Linked DNA regions of Macaca mulatta: region 1 is linked to region 2. The links are chromatin contacts, called in public Hi-C maps. All regions are on one chromosome and are shown on one strand. Each heading gives the region's core, a stretch centred on a gene start, on an enhancer-like site or on the middle of the called end of the contact. The rest is flanking DNA. Distances are from core to core; before and after follow the strand shown. Region 1 has its middle 45 kb from the start of VPS54. Region 2 overlaps LOC114671954 (a long non-coding RNA gene).

What was found. Hi-C and Micro-C count contacts between places; a contact is called where the count stands out from the background.
Region 1: a contact with region 2 is called in a Hi-C map of CD4 T cells, with 7 times the contacts expected there. The contact joins two enhancer-like sites. A contact is called at or near these places in 7 of 14 Hi-C or Micro-C datasets (CD4 T cells, blood, fetal cortex germinal zone and 3 more).

Annotation. Positions count from the first base shown.
Region 1 is chr13:60,672,934-60,676,667 of T2T-MMU8v2.0, reverse strand. No RefSeq gene overlaps it. Among named protein-coding and RNA genes, the nearest start is that of VPS54, 45 kb to the left of the region's middle. Within about 2 kb of position 2,422, at least 14 of the 40 cell types and tissues checked have an H3K27ac peak or open chromatin away from gene starts, as enhancers often do. A contact at or near this core is called in CD4 T cells and blood, where this site is marked.
Region 2 is chr13:60,401,219-60,405,053 of T2T-MMU8v2.0, reverse strand. All of the region lies in intron 1 of LOC114671954 (a long non-coding RNA gene), which reads right to left. Among named protein-coding and RNA genes, the nearest start is that of LGALSL, 130 kb to the right of the region's middle. Within about 2 kb of position 1,528, at least 6 of the 40 cell types and tissues checked have an H3K27ac peak or open chromatin away from gene starts, as enhancers often do. A contact at or near this core is called in CD4 T cells and blood, where this site is marked.

The sequences.
Region 1 (3,734 bases), core at 1,173-3,672, 270 kb before region 2:
CACCCAGCCAAAAAATCTATTTTCTTAGATTAAGTAACTTACATCGCAAAACTTATAATTTGCTTCACAATATCCTTATTCAAAGGCTCAACAACTACTGTACTATACTGTACTGTACTGGATCCATTCTAGGTTCAGCAAAGTCAGAGTTGGTACATCTACCCTCCCTTGATGCATCTCTTTCTTCCTCTTTCAGGGCTCATAGGGAGGAACATGGATCTAAGTGGTTTCAGTGTCTTCATGAATTGGTCTAACATATTGCCAGGAATAGACGCATTTTAAAAAAGGACTCTAGGATAAAAATATAGAGCTCTAACGGTAGAAATTATGGACACTATGAACCAGGGATGGAGAAGGATGTTTGATCTTGTTTATTCTGATCAAGATGAGGCTTAATTTTTCTGCACCTTTATTCAAAACATGTAACTCAGAGCAGATTTTTTTTTTTTTTTTTTTTGAGACAGGGCCTCACTCTGTCACCTAGGCTGGAATACAGTGATGCTATGATCACAGTTCACTGCAGCCTCAACTTCCTGGGCTCAAGCAATCCTCCCACCTCAGCCTCCCAGAGAGCTGGGACTACAAATGTGCGCCACCACACCTAGCTAATTTTTTTGTAGAGATGGGGTTTTGCCATGTTGCTCAGGTTGGTCTTGAACTCCTGGGCTTAAGCAATCTTCCTGTCTTGCCTTCCAAAAGTGCTGGGATTACAGGTGTAAGCCACCACGCCCAGTACCCAGGGCAGAATGTTAAAGTCCTTGCTTCAGTGTTTATACACCTGTTCAGGACTTTCCAGAGTATCAGTCATTCAAAATTTTAAAGCACCTATCAAAGAGAGCTTAGTTTTCAGTCTTGAAAGTCCAAGAAATACTTAAAGATTGTTGGTGGTTATTTTATAGCACACCCAAAAAGATCTTTCACATTGTTTCTCTTTCTACCACTTGCCTCTGATCAGGGCTGCCTCCTCAGCCACACTTCAAATGAAAGAAATCAAGTAAACAACTTTTAGCAATCAGGAACCCTAAAATAGCAGGCGATCTGCCGCGGGTTAAGCACACACCAACACACGTGCAAACCAGTCAAATTTTGTACCCGGCAAATAAGGCTAACAATTGATATTTTGACCGACTTGATTATTTGAAAAAACTGCTTTTCTGTGACATAAATATAGATGTTAGTTCTGTTTTGCAGCTAAGTATCTCACGAGAAAGCCACATTAATCTGAATGATTTCCTGACCTAGAAATTAATATTCCCTAGCAAAGAAATAAAATGGTATCCACTGGTGCTTGTGGAGTTAAAAAAAATACTGTCTTCCTCCTTCCCTCCCTTGGTTGACATTAGTTGGTTTCAGTCCACAAATATTTACTGAGTGTTTACGATGTGCCAGGCAACTGTTTAATGCTAGAAACACAGTGCTGAAAAAGACAAAGCAAGTCCCTGTTTAAGGCAGTTGCATTCTAAGGGAAGGGGGATATGCAATAAACATGTAAACAAACAAATAAATAATACAATTTCAGGAACTAAGGACTATGAAGAAAATAAAGCGGAGTACTATGGTAGATGGTACCTGGGGTGTGGTGTGGCTGCTCCGTGACATCTGAGTTGAGACCTGAAGGCTGGGAAGGGGGCAGCAGTGTGAGAATCTGGGGAAGAACTCTGCTAGCAAAGAAACAGTAGGTGCAAAGGACCTGGGGTAGAAACGAGCCTTGTGTACTCTGTGCTTGAGGGCAACAAGATGGGCAGTGTGGCTAGAGGCAAGTAGTTAGAGGGAAAGCTTGGAAGGAGATAAGGCTGAACAAGAGCCAGGATGAAAGAAGCAGAGCCGGATCAGAGTGATGACAAGCTGGAGGAGGATTTAAAGCAAGGAAGCTGGGAAGGGGTGTGATCTCATTTGTATTTAATCTGGCTGCTTTGTGGAGAATGGATTATAGGAGGTCAAACACAGAAGTGGGGAGACCTGGGAGGAGCCTATGGCAGAAGTCCGGGTGACAGACACTGGCAGCTTGGCCTAGGGTTTCAGCAACAGATCACTACCGGCTCATACGGTGCCTTTGTGGAAATCAGAAAAAGGCTCCTCTTTCCCATTAGATGCCCTGATTGCAGATGGATTAAACATGAAGTGTGAAGAAAAGAGAGGAATCCAGAATGACTCAAGTTTGCACCTCAATAATTGGCTGGAGAGTTATGGAATCAATAGTTCAATTTTGATCAGGTTCACTTTCAGGACCGTGAAATTTTCCCCATGCAGCAGGTGCACCCCTGTTACAATGTGAAAACTCAGTAGCATTTGCCACACTGACGCTGGTTTCCTTTCAGCTGGCTCTGGGAAGCTTATGCTGATGTAATGGAGATAACCTTTGTGAGACGTTAAATCAGTGTATTTGCCTGCCCAGTAAGTCTTTGTCTCCGTGGCTTCCCCTGCCCTTAGTCAATGGCATGCATTGAGTCACAGGGAGAAAAAAAACCCAGCCGAGATCCGATAAGTCATCCCTTAGCTTAGAATTTCAAAATAGGATTAATTCATAGGAAGACAATAGTTTGAAATCAAGTGCTTTTGAGTGGCAAAACCCAGACTTTGTTGGAAGAAAAAAATGTATTTGTATACACTAGTGAGGCAGAACTTGGAAAAGTGCCCCTGAACAGATCATAGATACAGCCGAGAAGAACACAGGATATGATGTCAGAGCCACTTTCTCATGACTGGAAGGGAAGATAAAAGCAGCAGGCAGAGGCTGGGCGCAGTGGGTGGCTCATGCCTGTAATCCCAGCACTTGGGGAGGCCGAGGCAGGCGGATCATGAGGTCAGGAGATCGAGACCATCCTGGCTAACATGGTGAAACCCCATCTGTACTAAAAATACAAAAAATTAGCTGGGCGTGGTAGCGGGCACCTGTAATCACAGCTACTCGGGAGGCTGAGGCAGGAGAATCGCTTGAATCTGGGTGGCAGAGGTTGTAGTGAGCCGAAATCGCATCACTGCACTCCAGCCTGGACAACAAGCGAGACTCTGTCTCAAAAAAAAAAGAAAAAAAAAAACAGCAAGCAGGAAGTTGGAACATCCAGAGAGTATGAGCACAGGGTTGCCCCACGTGAGTGGAGGGTGCACTAAAGCAGAGGAGGCATGTACCCTGCTTTCTGTTTGGAACCAGGGTAACTACAGAGAAGTGGAAATGCTATGATTAGGCACAACAGGCTTGAGATAGTGATTTCTGTTCTTTGGGGTCGTGCATGATCTTTAGGAGATCCAGTGGCAGAACGACAAAGGCTAAAACGGGATGAATGGGCTGGAAGAGGCCTGGCCCTTGGGCCAAGAAGGTGTGAGGCTTATGGTCCTTGCCACTGGGAGCCATGGCTGGGGCCATGGTTGTCAGCAGTGGAAATGGTTCTAGGCCCAAAAGCCGGAGATAATTTCCTCATCAAGGGAGGCCAGGAGAGCCTGGAGGATGGCCGATAGACTTGCTCCGCCAGTTTTTCAAGACCCGAATGACATCTTAAGAAACAGAAGTGGGAGAGGAGAACTGTTGGATCAGGGAGAAACCTTGAAAGATTGAGTGATTTTCCAAGGGAAACTGTTTTAAACCTAAAGAGACTGCGTTACCTTTAATTGGCAAGACCAAGTGTTCCCACCTACGCCAGGAATGGGGGGTTTCCAGCAAGAAATCGTTATTGACAATGAAGTTACTTTTTTTTGTAAATCTGTTTTTTAGTGAGTACATTTAAACCCTGCTGCAT
Region 2 (3,835 bases), core at 279-2,778:
GTCTTGAGGATTAAATGAGATTATGCATATAAAGCATAAGGCACATAGTTAGTGCGCAGTAAATATTGGCATTTGCTAGTGGTCATAGAGCTGGAGCTCTGGTTGTCTGACTTTAGTCAAATATTCTTTGCCCAGATTTGAAGCCTGTGATCAGCACATTTATATTGAACAAATGCACAGCAGAATATTGAGAAGGAATTTATGACAATATTTACATAAAGAGTTGGCATTTGCATTGATGAAACCAAAAACAGAGCCCTCAGAACTGACCAGGGAGAAGAACCATGGATGTCTCTGAGGAACTTGGGTCCTTCTTTCAGACCTGGGAAAGGATGGTCCCTGCTGCCTATAACTATAATGTTCAGCACAGTGACCTTGACTTGGAGTCACCAACTGATTTCAGTTATGGTTTGAGGCACCACTGGAGAATGGGATATCGCTCATTTGTTTAACAAACACTTCTTGGGCACCTGCTGTGTGCCAGCCACTGTGCTGTGAGTCAGGATGTGATGGAGAGCAGAAGAGGCAGTGCCTGTGGCTGCATGAAGTCCCCAGTCAGGTAAGAACACTGGAGGGGCTGCTCTCAGCCTTGAGAAACTCAGCAGCCAAGGAGCCACGCCCCTGGTGGGTCAGCGGACCACTCAGACAGGTAGTGACCAGGCTCTGTTATAATTTATTTTCTCTTAATGGTAAAGTTGTGAGCAAGTCTCAACTCCCATTTCTTCTTAGAGAAAATATAGGCAAGAAGTGGTCACAGAAATAGAGCTAGAGAGGAGTCCTTTTTTTGGGTAGGGTCCTAGGATCCATGAAAACATCTCCAAATGGCAGATGGTCTGGAGGGAGAATCCCATGCCTCATCCTCATCTAATCGGATCATCTGTCTTTTTAAATACTATCCTAAAGGATATGTGTCTTGGCTGGATGAGACAGTGGAAGAAACCCGTTTGATTTTCTTGATGGGACTTCTCTCCCTTCAATGTAGATTCACAGAGAAATGATGGTTTAATAGAGAGATCTAAATTACCCAAAATTAACAACTTGACATTTATGGTGTTAGCTTCATAACTACTGATAGAGAGACAACCAGAGCTAAAGCATTGGCTTTTGGGCCCTCCTTCGAGGATAATATGCTTATTTCCAAAGGAAATGCATCCTCCCATCCAGGTCACATCTTCTGGCTGTCCCAAAGCCAGCACTGGAGCTGGCAGAAGGGATTGAGGTATGATTTGTGTCATGCCTTTTTATTTGTCAGACCAGAAAATGCCATACCTGACTCATTGAGTCAGCTTGGGGATCAAATGAGATCATATATGTAAAACAGCAGAGTGCCCGACTTGTGACAAAGACTTAACATTTGCTAACCATTTGGAGTGGATCTCTAGCACTCCTATCTCCTTTGGGGAACAGTCCCCCTTCCATTCCACACTGCCTTGGTGGGCATGGTACCCTTTCTCCTGAATGCAGCAAGAGAGAGTTAGGCCCACAAACAAGGACATGCAGAGATGAGAATGGGATGGACAGAGAGAGGGTCCTGGCATGTATGAGAACAGACATGGTTCCTAAATCTCAGATTCCTGTACCTCCTTTTTCAATTCTGAGTCACCTTGGGCCAAGCCACAAAGGTGAGCAAAGAGTTTCCATTTTACTTAAGCAGGCTGAGTTGAGGTTCCATAATTTACCATTGGTCCCATGAGGATGTGAGGGCATGATGCCATAAGTCCACGTGGCAGGAGAACCAGGTGGACAGTAACCTTTTAGGTGCCCACAACTGAGAAGTGAGAATGTTCTCAGAGCACCCCTGGGTCTTAGTCACTGACATTTCAACAGGCTGCAAAACATCTTTCACCTGCCTCTTAACTGCCCTCTGTGAGTTACATATTGTGGCTTACCACCGAAAGTGACACCTCCCTTCTGAGTCTCAAAGACAGCAAGTCAAGCTGAGAACTTGGAACTGTGTATTAGTGAGAGGAACCTCCCACTGGTTTAGATCAGGGAGGACATCCAGTGGTCTGCTCAGGTCAGTCATGCCCCAGGCCAGCAGCTGGAAGGACAGCAGAGTGGGCTCAGTGAGCAGTGACTATAACCCAGAAAACAGATGTTAATCTCAAGGGCAGTCTCTGGGCATCCTGCATCTTTGGACCCCCCGGGCTGAGTGCTGCATCAAGGAGTCTGAAGTTCTTTAAGGTCCCAGTGAATGGAATGGAATCTGCCCCAGCTGGCAGCATGTCCCTGGCTGTACTAAATGAGATTCTGTGGGGTATGGGGAAAGGCACGAGAACTTTAGGCCCCTGAGGTCAGGGAGACACAGCCAAATAGCTCAGATACAAGTGTCTTGGCAGGCACAGAGGGGTGTAGCAGTGAGGTGAGTGGAGGGTGGGGTGCATTTTTTGCTAGTGTGCCCAGTTTTATTGACAAAAAAGGTAGCAGCTGAGCAGGACCTTGACCAACTGGTGGGATGCAGGATGAGGAGGATGAGTGATATGGGCAAGATGTGGTCCTGGGCCAGCACCATCAGCATCATCTGGGAACTTGTTAGAAAGGCAGAGTCACGGCCGGGCGCGGTGGCTCATGCCTGTAATGCCAGCACTTTGGGAAGCAAGGTGAACAGATCACTAGGTCAGGAGATCAAGACCATCCTGGCTAACATGTAAACCCCGTCTCTACTAAAACACCAAAAATTAGCCGGGTGTGGTGGCATGTGCCTGTAGTCCCAGCTACTCAGGAGGCTGAGGCAGGGGAATCGCTTGAACCCGGGAGGTGGAGGTTGCAGTGAGCCTAGACTGGGCCACTGCACTCCAGTCTGGCAACACAGGACCAGGCGGGCAAGGCAGGCAGGCATCTGATTGCAGGATCCCCAATACCAGATTTTAGAATCATGTCATTTTTCCATACCATTGAGAAGCTCCTAAAAGTTTTTGAAGAAGAGTGAGTCATTCATTTATTCACTCAGCTAATATTTACCAAGCACCTACCACGTGCCAGGCCCCACACTGGGCACCAGGATCCAACAGTCAACATGCCCATATTAGCTCAGGGCAACTTTTAAGCAAGGGCTTATCTAGAGATGAGATTGCTATTGTCTGTCTTTTCCATCTGATTTGCGAATGGAACATACACCTGCTGTGCTCTCAGAAATAACTCTGCTGCTTATCTGACAGAAGCGCTTCAGTTGAGCATTTATGGAAGTTTCTAACAATGGTGATGTGAATGGATGGCAGAAAGCAGGCGCGTGCGCACACGCAGTTTTGAAGGGCTGGGGGCCAGTGGGAGAACGCATTCTTTCAGGTCTGTGTTGCTTGCCAGGGAGTTGCTATTCTCATGCAGCATCTTAAGATGGCCCTGGCAGCCCTTGGCTTTTGCTTTGTGAGGGTCAATGGACTTCAGGTGTTTCTGCGTTGATCTAACAGTTTTCAGGAAGCCGTGGGCCGGGAGGGTGGGGTGAGCGAGGGGAGGAGTGGGGAAGGGAAGGAGGAAGGCTGTGGGTAGCTTCTCTTCTGTTCTCACATGACAGCTCTGATGAAATTAGAGTGTGATCTCAAAGACAAGCTGGTCTTTTCATCTGAATTAAATGAAATAGGCCAATGTGCTCTTCTAGAAGATCAAACATACCCAGGACAATGTTCAACCCACTTTCTTTGTCCCAGTTTGGGACAAAAACCAGACTGGGGAAAAGAACAGGGAGGCTGGAGCTCCTGCTGGGGCTCCTTCTCTGGCCACACAGCTCCTCTTGGGCTCTGGGCAGGCTGAGCTTGGCGGGCATTGCCCTCTGCTGGGGCAGATCAGGAGAAATGAGCTAAGGCCAGGGATGGTCCTATCAGGTGGCAGAGGACAGGAT